Regions from separate parts of the Danio rerio genome. Here region 2 is linked to region 1. The links are chromatin contacts, called in public Hi-C maps. All regions are on one chromosome and are shown on one strand. The core of a region is the stretch at or near the end of the contact, and the rest is flanking DNA. Distances in the headings are between cores, read along the strand shown.

What was found. A called contact is a pair of places that touch in the nucleus more often than the background predicts.
Region 2: a contact with region 1 is called in a Hi-C map of an unstated tissue, with 1.6 times the contacts expected there. The contact joins two enhancer-like sites. A contact is called at or near these places in 2 of 18 Hi-C or Micro-C datasets (caudal fin and an unstated tissue).

Annotation. Positions count from the first base shown.
Region 1 is chr15:36,118,195-36,120,894 of GRCz12tu, forward strand. The region is part of intron 5 of stard13b (StAR related lipid transfer domain containing 13b); the gene reads right to left. Among named protein-coding and RNA genes, the nearest start is that of nbeab, 41 kb to the left of the region's middle. Within about 2 kb of position 1,252, at least 8 of the 62 cell types and tissues checked have an H3K27ac peak or open chromatin away from gene starts, as enhancers often do. A contact at or near this core is called in caudal fin, where this site is marked.
Region 2 is chr15:36,244,930-36,247,629 of GRCz12tu, forward strand. All of the region lies in intron 1 of stard13b (StAR related lipid transfer domain containing 13b), which reads right to left. Among named protein-coding and RNA genes, the nearest start is that of stard13b, 12 kb to the right of the region's middle. Within about 2 kb of position 1,287, at least 5 of the 62 cell types and tissues checked have an H3K27ac peak or open chromatin away from gene starts, as enhancers often do. A contact at or near this core is called in caudal fin, where this site is marked.

The sequences.
Region 1 (2,700 bases), core at 2-2,501:
TGGCTAAAGAACTGAAAATTCAATAAGAAAAAAGGACATGTCACCATTTTTCTTAGAAAATATATCTTTAAAGGTGCTAAACTAAACTAATTAGATTACAAATCAAGTTTTGTGTAATAACATAGAATGACACAGGGAAAAAGTATTGAACACATGAAGAAAGGAAGGTGTATAAGTAGAGATGGTTCGGTAAAGTTGCTTGAATGACTATTAACAAATATCTAGAAGTGTCACCGTCACCAGCGATCCAGCCTGTGCAGATAGCTGCTATACACACAGATCGCTAATGAACTACAAATCCGTCATTTCAAGAACTACAAGTTCCAGTCACGCACCACACACACACACACAGGTTCCTGATCCCGTTTGATTACACTCACGCAGCTAAAGCTGCTCAAAGACTGATTAGTTGGACTATTTATACAGCACACAAACACACAGACTTGGCTGAGTGTTGTTTATCTGTCAAGTTAACATTACGACGCGTTTTCATTGCCTTGTTTGTTTGTTTATGTTGTCTGCTGCCTGCCTGTACTGACCATTCGCCTGTTATTTGACCATGACTCGGGATTCCCTGTAAACATCTGTTTGCTCCTGATTGTGATCACTGCCTGCCTGACCATTCTCTTTAAAATAAATCCTGCATTTGGATCCGCACTCTGTTGTCAGCATCTCCTCTGTGACAATAAGTATGCGAATTAGGACACAGAAAGAGTGTTAAGAAAAATATCGCAAGAACTATCAATATCACAATCTATTGCAAAATGTAGGGGAAATGATGCAACTGTTGTTGTCAACAATTCTGAGAAAAATTAGAAAGTGTATATATTTTAGAGTTATTCTAGGTAAAAGTGTCATGTAGCTAAATTTAAATCAAAATAAACTAAAAGAAAACTAGAATAAAAATTTATTTACACTATTTAGACATTTATAGAATATTTTAAATTATAAATTATATACTTTAAAACAAATACCAACAGCTTTTAACACCACAATAATCAAAACTCAACTGCTGGCACAGCAAAACATGGCTCTGCAGGGAAAAGCCCTGGGTCATGATGGAAACAGTGTGGGAATCCTCGTCTATTATTTCGCAGCCTAGGTTTTAATTAACAAGAGCGTTGGTGATTCAGGAACCCCTAATGCTTGACATCCGACATACAATAGTCAGGAGTTATTATTAAAGAGAGGTGCCACTCACTAATCTCACATCGTCATCATCGTGTGCCTTTCTTTCAGTTTTGCCCGTAGAGAATCACAGCTGGGACGTGGGCCAAAGGAAATTACAATCACTAGGAAGTACGCACAAAAGCAGCCCTCCAGATAAGATGCAATAAATTCTTCTTTCTGACAAAACATTTGGAAGAACCGCTGCCTTCACGGTTGGCAAAAACAACAGAGATTAGGTCAGCTGGGCTTTTTTTGGTCATACTCATTTCCTGACCATCTCATGGCTTCCAAATGAGTTTCATCTTATGACGGAAAACAGTAGGTACGTGTTTAAATGGAATCAAGGATAATAAAAATTTTTAAAATGATGAAAAGTCATAGACAGTGACTACGTTTGCCATTTTAATGACTCTCCTTAATGGCATAATGTTGATGCAGGATGTCTAGTTCATACTATAAGCCAAAAAAAGCCATGTCTGATTCTGATTTCCAAGTATCTAACCTCTTCACTTGGGTAAAAAAAATGTTCAAAGGCACACAGTGAGAGCTCATTGATTTTGAGGGTGAAAAACACTTGTTGACTGCTGATAAAGCTCGCTGGGTCATAAGTCGCTCTGTATGTTTTCGTCCTGAAATGAATTCAAACAAGACTGGTGCAGCTGTTGTAACACACTCGTCTGCTCCATTCAAGGACGCCTGCTGACTGTCTGCTTTCATCCACCAACCTCACTAACGCGAAGCATTATTCGAGGTCACTCTTGCTAGTGTTTTCTTATGGCTGGGTGGAGTGTAAGAGTGAATCCAAGTGCCTAACATACATTTTGGCATCCTATTTGTTAACTTAAAGAAACAGTTTACCAAAAAAGAGACATTTCAAACATTGAAAAAAAATGAAAGTAAGTAAACTGGGTGAAATAAAAGAATGAAGGGTGGATGTAAGAAAAGATGAATGGATGAATAGGTGGATGAATGGGTAGATGCAAGGATGGATAGATGGATGTATGTATGGAGGAAAAGATAATAGATGGATGGAGCAAAGGATAGATGGATGGATGGGTGAAATAAAAAAATTATGGGTTGATAAAAGAAAAAACGGATGAATGAATAGGTGGATGAATGAGTGGATGGATGGATGGATTGAAAGAGTGATGGGTGATGAAACAAAAGAATAATGGATGGATGGATGGATTGAGCAAAGGATGAACGGATGGTTGGATGGATGGATGAATGGATGGATGGATGGATGGATGGATGGAAGGATGGATGGATGGATGGATGGAAGGATGGATAGGTGGGTGAAAAAAAGGGTGGATGTAAGAAAAAATGGATGGATGAATAGGTGGATGAATGGGCGGATGCATGGATGGATAGATTGATGGAATTATAGATGGACTTATGGAAAAATATTGATGGATGGATGGAGAAAAAATAATGGATAGATAGATAGAAGGATGGATAAATGGAGAGAAAGATGATGGATGGAGCTTAGGATGAATGGATGGATGGATGGATGTAAGGGTGGATGGATGG
Region 2 (2,700 bases), core at 37-2,536, 130 kb after region 1:
CATCAGGATCTGAATTAATTTTGTAATTGTTTTGGCCTTGTTTTTTTGGCTTTCAAAGGTTTGACAGTCACTTTAATGTTCTGAATCACAAACAACCACAGTTTCATTCTGAAACTTTAATATCCTGCTGAAGGCACTGGATTGCCTGAGGGTGAAAGTAAATTAACAGAAAATATATATTATTTTGGTAAACTATCCACTTTAAGAGCATCTAATCAACAGCTTAATCAGACTGGGAAACCAGAAATGCACCCCATAAGATTTTAAGTTATTTTTTTACATATTTTTGTGAGATAATATGGAACTGCAGAAGCATCATTACAACAAAAACTCAAAATAGATCAGTGCTTCTCATGGTATTTCATAGAAAAACCTTCGTATTTCACAGATAATTACTCAAACTAGGGATGCAAAATTGAATTTTTGACCAATACTGATAAATAAAACAAAATTCTTTATATTCAAAGGCTAATAACCGATATATTGGCCAATAAATATAAATATAAAAATTTCAACCTAGTAATAGGAAACACCTATACACTCATTCACAAATACACTCATACACTTTCAAAGGAAACCTACGCAAACATGGGGAGAACATCCAAATTCCCAGTACTGGTTTGCAGCTGGAAGGGCATCCGCTGCGTAAAACATTCATTCATTCTCCTTCGGCTTAATCCCTTTATGTATCAGGGGTCGCCACAGCAGAATGAACAGCCAAGTCATGCAGCATATGTTTTACAGAGCGGATGCCCTTCCCGCTGCAACCCAGTACTGGGAAACATCCATACACAACTCATTAACACACAAACACTACAGACAATTTAGTTTACCCAATTCTCCTATAGCACATGTCTTTGTGGGAGAAACTTCACGCAGAAATGCCAACTGACCCTGCTGAGGCTCGAATCAGCAACCTTCTAGCTGTGAGGCAATTGTGCTACCCACTGCGCCACCGTGACGCTCCCCAAACAGCATTTTTTTATGTATTGTATATGTAAATGTAAATATGAGGAGAAATCAGGACAAAAAGGAACAATGTATCATTAGGAAACCAAAAAAAAAAATTAAAGTTGTAAAACGCAAGAAAATCAATGGTATCACATCAGAAACTATTTTAGAACCTGAATGTCTACGAGCGAATCCCACAGAGCCAGAAAAGTGATAACGGCATCCCAAAGTGGCAGAGAGGGAATAACTGGGACTCTTGCACAAGTAGAGGAGGGAATAACAGGGGATCTGAGGGGTTGAACATCTGGCTCGGGCTGAGAGCGTTCAAGTCTGGATCTGTTGAAAGCACGACGGTGGTGACATCAGTGCTATGAGGAATCCAGCCCTTCGCTCTCCAGTGGCTGATTTACAATGCACCCGTCCATTCATCACACGACCTAAATGTCCCAGACCAGGCTGTGGTTAGCGATCCTGCTAACCCCCTCATTACCCCCCAAAACACGGTCCGCAAAAACACACATTAAACCAGAGGAAGAGTCTGATTGGTGGAGAAAAGAAAGAACATTCCTTTCTGACACTTTGGCTCAAGAACATCATCTAGACAGATGAACTGTGAAAGACCAAGATTATTCCTGGCAGGATGTTTCTATCGAGGGGCTACGAGCGTGAAATCATGCCACTCACTGGCGCTTTATTAAGACGTGATTGGTTTGCTTTGTCAGATTGATCAGTTTAAACGCGAAGTGTATCTGACAGGCCAGATCATTCCAGAGGCGAATGCTATCGTGTTGAAAGTGGCGGTGGAAGAAATGACTAATAAAATCTGATTTAAAAAAAAAATATAAAACAGAAGATTCATATGATTAAAAGGTTTACATATTTTGAATGCTGTACTTCATTTCCATCTTTTTTTAATCCTTAAATAGATTTTTTTAATTCCGGACAAAGATTAATCGATTAATCATATCAAAAATAAAAGTTTGTTTTAATATGAGATATATTCATTTATTCATTTTCCATTGGCTTAGTCTCTATTTCAGAGGTTGCCACAGTGGAAGGAACCACAAACACAGAGGATGCCCTTCCAGCCGCAACCCAGTACTGGGAAACACCCATACACACTCATTCACACACATGCTCAAACACTATGGCCAGTTTAGTTTACCCAATTCACCTATAGGGCATGTCATGGACTGTGGAGGAAACCCATGTGACTAAAAGTTCTATTCATTAATTCATTCATTTTCTTTTCAGCATAGTCCCTTTATTGATCCGGGGTGGCCCCAGCGGAATGAACCGCCAACTTATCCAACAAGATTTTATGCAGCGGATGCCATTTCAGCCACAACCCATCTCTGGGAAACATCCACACACACACTCATTCAAACAATACGGACAATTTAGCCTACTCAGTTCACCTGTACTGCATGTCTTTGGACTGTGGGGGAAACCGGAGCACCCGGAGGAAACCCACGCGAACGCAGGGAGAACATGCAAACTCCACACGGAAACGCCAACTGACCCAGCCGAGGCTCGAACCAGCGACCCAGCGATCTTCTTGCTATGAGGCATCAGCACTACCTACTGTGCCGCCTAAAAGTTATGTGTGTTAAATATATTCATTAAAACTTTTTTTCCATAGGTATTTAAATTTACATATAATCTGTTCAATATGCATACCTATTTTATGTCTACATAATCAATATACATAGTACACACACATATATTATGTCAAAATGAACTTTTATT